Linked DNA regions of Mus musculus: region 1 is linked to region 2. The links are chromatin contacts, called in public promoter capture Hi-C maps. All regions are on one chromosome and are shown on one strand. Each heading gives the region's core, a stretch centred on a gene start, on an enhancer-like site or on the middle of the called end of the contact. The rest is flanking DNA. Distances are from core to core; before and after follow the strand shown. Region 1 holds the start of Efemp1 (epidermal growth factor-containing fibulin-like extracellular matrix protein 1). Region 2 has its middle 98 kb from the start of Gm25387.

What was found. Promoter capture Hi-C pulls out the DNA fragments that hold promoters and counts their contacts.
Region 1: a contact with region 2 is called in a promoter capture Hi-C map of embryonic stem cells, with 7 times the contacts expected there. The contact joins the promoter of Efemp1 here to the enhancer-like site in region 2. A contact is called at or near these places in 10 of 39 promoter capture datasets (the C10 cell line, cranial neural crest, embryonic stem cells and 6 more) and 1 of 9 other capture datasets (embryonic stem cells).

What each region holds. Positions count from the first base shown.
Region 1 is chr11:28,851,812-28,855,974 of GRCm38.p6, forward strand. Efemp1 (epidermal growth factor-containing fibulin-like extracellular matrix protein 1) reads left to right here and starts at 1,394. Exons shown (of 11, transcript NM_146015.2): 1 at 1,394-1,513; 2 at 2,654-2,743. The coding sequence starts at 2,663. It overlaps Gm34185 (a long non-coding RNA gene), which reads right to left and starts at 697. Exons shown (of 3, transcript XR_381120.2): 1 at 482-697.
Region 2 is chr11:27,219,341-27,223,394 of GRCm38.p6, forward strand. No RefSeq gene overlaps it. Among named protein-coding and RNA genes, the nearest start is that of Gm25387, 98 kb to the right of the region's middle. Within about 2 kb of position 2,766, at least 9 of the 459 cell types and tissues checked have an H3K27ac peak or open chromatin away from gene starts, as enhancers often do. A contact at or near this core is called in embryonic stem cells and second pharyngeal arch cranial neural crest, where this site is marked.

The DNA.
Region 1 (4,163 bases), core at 144-2,643, 1.6 Mb after region 2:
TGATTGAGATGGTGAAACTGATGGGTGGAGCAGCCTGAGGGAGAGGATGCGGCTGGAATGTGTTCGGTCTGAAATGCCCATCAGATGTCTAAATTAAGGCAGTAAACCAGCAAGTGGGTGTGCAGAAAGATCACTGCACTGCAGATGGAAGATTGGGAGCTTTTTACCTCATTGCTCCAAAGAACGAGCTGAAATGAGTTTAAATAAGCAGACACATAGAGAGATATTTTTACTGTCTGGTAACAGAGAATCTGTTTTTTCAAAGAAAAGCGGTTTGGGGACATTGGTGACAAGTAGGGTCAGGGAAACTTAGTAGTAAATGTCTTTGCTACAGTCATCAACGCCTTCCATACTTAGTAAGTTCTGCAGATCTGATCCTGTGCAGTACTGGATAGCCTGTCACCAGTACTGGTCAGGATCACCATTGGATGTCAATATCTACTTAACCCACCCACCCAGAAGACAGAAGAGCCGTAATCACCTGAAAGCTGCTCTCCAGCAGTCTCTACCAACTTGCCACTTCCACAGCCTCTGCAATATGCCCCTGGACAGGGCAGTCCTTAGCTCCTCCAAGTTAGCAGGTTCTGTTACTTCTCAAATTGCATTTGGTGACTTCGTTCTTAAAAGGCATATCTGAAACCAAAGGGAAGTAACTGCCTAACTGTGGGGTGGGAGAAGCTATCAGGAATAGCTGCAATTTGTGTGGTATGACTTGATAAAGGGGGGTGGGGCGGGACTCTCTCTTCAGATTCCTGAAATTCCACCATTATTATGAAAGACGCAAGAAAAATGCCTAATTTAATTTGGATGGGCAGTAATCAGGAGAAATGAGAAACTGTAGATAAGGAAGGAAGGAGAGGAGTTCACACACACGGACACACACACACACACACACACACACACACACGGGGTTGGGGGTGGAGGCAAGACACACACCTCAGGATGGCACATATTTTGTTAACATGAGTTCCATTTGGCTCACTCCTAACACCTAGCACCTAGTAGGCCCAGAAATGAACACGTTCATTCTCACCTTTCACCATTTGAGGAAGCTGACAAAACACACCCCCTCCAAAAATAAAAATCTGAAATGAAAAATAAAGGACCAGTTCTGTTAATAGCTTTAATTTATTCTCCCAGGAATCACTTGTTGAGCTAAAAGGAATTTAAGCCATTTCTGCAAAGTCTAAAAGCTCCATGGAAGTGATATTTCGATATTAGTTGTGTCTCAAATTCCTGTGAATCAGGGTACCAAGGGGCCTAATGCAGAGGATAACTGGGCCCCTAGACCCCAACGCCAAAAGGCGCGCCTTCCCGCGTGGTTGGAAGCCTGGGCAGGGCGCTTGCGCCTCCCTCTCTCTCCTCCGCCCCCCTTCGCCCTACTTCTCCTCCCTTTTTCCTCCTCCTGTGGCTGCTGCTGCAGCCAGACCTCGCCAGTTCAGACCTACCAGGCTGCCCTCCCCTACGCACTCCTTCGCTGCCCGGGCAGGAAAGTTGCGCGGCCCCCCCGCAGGTAGGAGCCCAAAGCCGAGGTCGCAAGATCTGCGCTATACCAGCGAGAGCTATACCGGGAAGTATGGTAGGGCGACCCAAGAACTGTCCCCGACTGTGAAACTGTACAGAGAAGATGGAGGTGGACTTGCTGGTCTGGGATCACAATCTGTCAGCCTGTGCCAGTACTTGGGTGACATTTGTTGGGATAGGTAGAGTAAGCGCGCTATCAACCCAGAGAGTTTTGCTGGTGACTCTGGTCTCTAGGTTCCGTGACTGAGGTATGGGATTTGAAAGGCACCTGGATTGCCCAGCGGTTGGTTGGAAGCTAAAGCGCTCAAGGACTCCCGCTGACAGACGCCTTACATCTAAGAAAGCTGAGCTCACTTCCCTGCAGGCATCAGGCTAGGAACCCCCTCCCCCAAACTGGTTCCCTGTGCTGCAAAGCTGTCTGAAGTCCTCCTACCTTAGGCAGCCTAGACCCTGTGCATAGCACATTTTGAGACCTGAGAACGAGGGGAAAAGGGATCAGTGACTTTGAGCTGCTGATTGTGCGCCAAGAGTGTGTATGGAAATGGAGCTTTAAGAGTGGGAACTAGAGAAGTCACCCTGCAGTGAGTTAGAAGCTCTGTGGGGTATTCTATCGGGAACTGTGAGATCGATAGCTCTTCGAGTTTTGTTTGGGTATTTTAGACTTTTTTTTTTTAAGACAATAAAGTCTGCGGGCATATAACTGATACTGGTTTGCAGGTATCTTTCGCTGAGCTGGGTGGAACTTCAGGTACAGCTGAGCCGTGGGTGGGTACTCTACAGTTTCAGAAAATAGACAGATGCTGCGCCCCCGTTTCCACCTCCAAGGGGGAAGAGGGATGGAATCGATCATATTCTATATCCCCTTTTGACTACCGTTTTCTGGAGCTTTATGAGTAGGTGTGGTATAAACACACGCTGAACAACCTTGGTACAGGATGGATGCAGTGAAGTAATGCATTTCTACTGTAGTTTCTCCTGTCTTGCTTATTTGGGTGGCTGGTGAGAAAGCAGACTGGAAGGAGGGTATTTGGAGCTCTCCATTCTCCTTTTCTTGTCAGTTTCTTCACTGATAAAGTTTTGATTTTCTAGGCAGTTGATACTAAACATCTCTTTGTCCCATTTCCCGTAGAGAATCACGATGTTGCAAACACTTTTCCTAACTATGCTGACTCTGGCGCTGGTCAAGTCACAGTACACCGAGGAAACCATCACATACACGGTAAGGCATGATGACATTTGAGATACAAGAATTGAGTAGTAGTCTGGGATACAAGAATTAACTGGTCTCTGCCAGGACAAGTGGGCAGTATTCTGCGAAGCAAAATAAATTAAACAACACTTTAATATGACTCAGGTTTAGGACTCCTGGTAAATCGTGCTGGGTCTTTTCAAAGGTGCATCTAGATCACCTGCGATGAATGGTTTGTAAGCTAGATGCAAAATAAAATGATTTGTGCAAAGCCAAAAATGAACTCTTTTAAAATTCAAATCTGTGTAAGCTCCATATTTCGAAGACATGCAATGAATTGATGGGTTTGAGGACTCTGGGAGCCTGGGTATGTGCAGATGCAATCAATATATGCAGAATAACACGCAAAGCAAATAAGAATGTATGGTGTAATTACACTAGCTCATCTGTGCCTGTCCTCGTGAAGTTCTCATTCTTGGATTCAGAAAGGCTGTCTATTCATGTAAAAGTACTGCAGATAGTTTAACTGTCACCAGCAGACAGTATTTGCCAACGTGGATTTAAAGCACACTGTGTGCATCTTGGTCTTGCAACTTCTATTTGCATCTCTGGCATTTCTTAGTCATATTTGGCCAGTTAGTTGCGTCAGTATAACCAATGTTTAATAAAATATTTAAAATATCATCTAATCCCTCCCACAGCCCTAAATAGACATGTCAGGAGAGGGCAGAGCAGGCTCATGTGGCTGGGATGAGGCCTTTGTTCTGTGTTGTTTTCTAACTCTCATTCAGTGTTCTGAGATGAATGACATTTGTCCTGGGTGAGTATATGAAAAACACATTTTCATACTTCTTTCCAATTCTTAAAATTAAGTAATCCTATTCAAAAGAGTATAAATGTTTTTAAAGTAAAACTCAGAAGTGAGCTAATATCAATTACTAATAATAAACATTATCTCACTTTTGCATCATGTTATCCCTAGAACAGTATTACCCGTCCTGCAGATGTTCCCTTCTGCTGCTCAGAACAACTGTAAATAAAATTATTGAGTAAAAGTATTGTGTTATTTTAACATTAAAACAAATAGAGGAAAATGAAAGTATGTGCTGTTTATCTTCAAATGAGGATGTTTTGTTATTCAGGTTAAACTTACTGCCCTCTCAGTGAGTTAGGATTAAATCGTCTACTTGTATATTCAGTAAAAGAGTTTACTCCTTTTCTGAGAAGTTGTCCTGGAACTCATTATGTAGCCCATTCTGGCCTTGAATGCATCATCATCTGTCTTAGTTTTCTAGGCAGATATTATCACTTGAATTGCTTATCTCATGCCTCCTCCATTTCCCCATCACCTACAACTTATTTGTTTTCAGTAGAAAGTATCCATTGTGGTTTAAGCCCTTCAATTTTAGAATTGTAATGAAGGCCTTCCAGATATGATGCCCATTTTGTG
Region 2 (4,054 bases), core at 1,516-4,015:
CTGATTCCCGATTAAACCTCATGTGATATTGCATCAAGAACAGTTTCTCTTGAGTTATTGGGGAGTCGGCTCATCCCAGGACTTAAGCGAGGGTCTCCCCGAAACGGGGGTCTTTCATAGCAAGAATTAATAATAACAATATAAAAACTACCTTGCAATCCATGAGATCAAACCTTAAATTCATCCACGGGGCAGATTAGTTTTAAATAATTATCTGTAGACAAGAGGTACCAGTCAACTGGAGGGGTAGAAGAACAGGTCACAGGGGTACAAGTTTGATCAAAGTACTTTGTTTACGCTTACAAACGTCATCGGGAAACCTATTATCATGTAATGTTAGTACATGCTAGTGAAAACATTCAGAAAAGTTGACATCATTACCTCAACTCAGTCTCAAAGCATGTTTTAGATAAATATATTGGTAATCGAGGGGGAACAAATACAAGGCATAGAACATTTAGAGGTCAAGTTTTTAATATGGATGGAGGTGTGGATTACTGTAAGCTTCTCTTGAGTGTTTCTTCAGCCAGCCTGGAATGAAATCTGAAGCCTGCTTAACCTTCCCCAAGGACAAACTGCTGACTTTCCTTATTCTGGTTTGGAGTGGTGCTTTGGAGTCTAAAATGTCACTCTCTCCCTTTTCAATTTCATTGTCAGATGAATAGATGTCTGACAGTGACTAGTGAATTTCAATTGCTAGAAATTCTCTTTATTTTTTTTTTCTGTCTCTGTAATTAGTCTTCATTAAGCAATTACAGTGAATTCTGACATCCAGATCCGCATAGTAATACATTATTATATATATCCACTAGATGGCAGTGTTTCCAAAGCAATACAATGAAATAGAGCCACCCCCCCCAAACTGTTTTTTCCTGTTTACCTTTCTCTACCCTCCCTCCCCTGTGAATTTTGCTATAAAAATAAAATAGAATTACATTTCTGCAGTCATTTTTAAAAATCCAATCTTTTTCGTCAAATAAATGTCAACTTGAAATTTTTGTGTATTTTAAGATAAAAACTATAAAATAAAGAAATAGGGTTTTCTCCTTAATTCTCTAGCATATAAATACCCATAAATCATTTGCAGCAAATGCTGCGAGCAAGGCAAGCCATGAGAGCATGGAAGACACATATCCATGCCAGTATTTTCGTGTTCTGTAATTTAGAGAAAGTACTTCATCTGAAATTCTATGAATAATACAATTCAAGCTAAGAGCACCTCTGTGAGAGCTCCAGTAGAATCAAGCAGCATACTCCATGCCAAAACTCATCAACGCCTCTCAGGGGGCACAGGGGGCATAGAAAAAAATCTGCAGCAGTTGTTTGGCAGAAAACAATCACTAATATTTTTCAAGGAAAGACGGTAAAGGAAGATATTACGTATATAAAAAGGTAAGTGTGTAACAAATAGTTTAACTGTTGTATTAGTGAACCCCCCAAAGTGGACAGGAGCTGATCTGATGCAAATCACAGCAGGATCTTTATTCCACTAGCTCAGGTTCCCCAGGCCACTGCCAACATGTGGAACAAATTTGGTAGAAAGGAGTAGGGAATATCTAAAGTTTTATAGAAAGCAGCAAGAGGCCAGTGGGTGTTTCTAGCCTGGCAAGCATCTAACTGGAGAGCTACCATGTCCTTTAGTGTAAACTGACTGATACTGGGAGTCAAACCATAAACTTCACTTCACTTCTCTTTGTGTTGATGGTTATTAGTCAGGGGGACAGGGTTGTTGAAATTAACCTGGAAATGCTGGATTTGTTGGGGATTAGCTATAGAAACTGGAGTTTCTAGGTTTTGTTGGGGAGTAAATTGAAAACTAATGCCTTTTAGTTTACCTGAGTTCAAGTTTTCTGAAATGAAGTCTGAATTTAAGATTTGGTCTCTCGGGGCTGGAGAGATGGCTCAGCAACTGATCTTCCAGAGGTCCTGAGTTCAATTCCCAGAAACCAAGTGTTGGCTCACAACCATCTGTAATAGGATCTGATGCCCTCTTCCGGTGTGTCTGAAGAAAGCAATGATGTACTCATATACATTAAATAAATAGATAAATAAATAAATAGATAGATAAATAGATTTTAAATAGATAAATAAATAAATCTTTTTTTAAAAAAATCAAAAAAGATTTGGTCTCTCATAACAACTTTGTAGAATTTTATGATTCTTTATATTTTACAAACAGCAAGTGCCGCTTGCCAGTTGGAGCGATATATAAACCAGACAATTTGCTACTTTGAAACATTAAAGTACAAATCCCTGCTTATTTTCTCTGGAATAGCAACAGCCACAAACTACTTCCTGTGCTGACACTATCTATCTATTATGTTATTTATTTCTGCTCTTTTGTTTTCAAGCCCTGATGTCAATCATTATTCCAGCTGTTCTCTCTTAAGCTACTATGACAGTTTCTTTGTCAGACTTTTTGTCTTTTATTTCCATCCCAACACAGAAATCATACTGATATTCAGTGATCCTCCTTTCTTGCCACAAAATCTGATTTTTATAGCTTGTCAGAAGACATCTGAGCTGCTACCCAGGTTGAATCTCCAGATTATCATGAACTGAAATTGCTATGCATCAAGGCTTGTGTTCTGTCACGATGCTGTTTCCCTTCCTTCAGCACAAATCTCCTGTATATACCTTAACAAATTGCCGCACTCCTCACAGCTTAAACCAACAGGAATTTATTCTCTCATTACAGACATTCTGAAGCTCACCATTAGGATGTCAGCTGTGTTGATTTCCTTGAGGGACCCTAAGGGGTTTTCCAGTCCCACACCCTCCTTAACACTTCCCCCTCCTGCCTGGAGTCAAGGCTAGTCCAAGTTCCATTCTCCACCCACAGGAACATTCCTGAGTAAAACAATCTCAGAATGTACTGACTGATAATTACTTGAGCCTCTGGAAAGTCTCAGGTAGAGTTCAAATGCCTGTCATGCTTGCTAGCCAATAGATTTAAAGGTCTATATGCTTAGACAACAAGTTTGAACTATAACCTTGCTGATGAAACCTGTGAACCTAAAAAATATAAAAACTGCTCATAATAGTTGTTTGGGGTCACTTTCTTAGTAACTTGCCTTGATGGACTAATTGAAGGTCGACCCTGATATACCCAAAAATAAACCTCTTTGTTTTGCATAGATCTGCATATCTCTTTGGGCATCTCAAAGTAAGTACCATTGACAAAAGGTCAGTGTCTTACACTCTCAAGATTCCTTGAGGTAGGTTCCCTATTCCATGTCTTTTGTTGGCTGCCTGAAACCCTTGGTTTCTGCATAAGTTCCATTTCTGCCCCCCTCTGTTTCACTGTGTGTAGTGGTTTGAATGAGAATGGCCCCTATAGGCTCATAGATTAGAATAATTGTTCAATAGGACGTGGCACTACTTGAGCAAGATTAGCAGATACTACCTTGTTCGAGAAAGTGTGTCATTGAAGGTTGGACTTTAAGGTTTCAAATCACAAGCCAGGTCCAGTGTCTCTCTCTTCCTGTTGCCAGCTATCAGGATATGGAACTCTCAGCTACTTCTCTGGCACTATGTCTGTTTGTATGACTCTATGATTTTTGCCATGATGAAAATGGACTAGACCTTTGAAACATGAAGGAAGCTCACTTAAATGCTTTCTTTTTATAAGAGTTGCTGTGGACATAGTGTCTCTTCACAGCAATAGACTACTAAGACAGAAACTGGTACTAGAGATCAGGTTATTGCTGTGGTAGGTCTGACCATGCTATTTATTTAAGGAATGCTGAAGACTTTGGGACTTTGGGCTAGAAAACTAGTTGAATGTTTTAAGCATGATAAATGGGCCATCTTAGGAGGAACATAAAAGACAATGGTGCTGAAGATAGAGGAGGTAAACCTGAATAACATTGCTAGGTGGTCTAGAAACTGTTCTTGTGATAATTTAAAGAATGTGGCTGCTTTATATACTTGTTGAGGAAATATGCCTGAGGCTAGTAACTCCTGGACTATTTCTATTCATTTTTTTTTTTTTTTGGTATTTATTTCATTTACATTTCCAATGCTATCCCAAAAGTCCCCCACCCATTCCCCA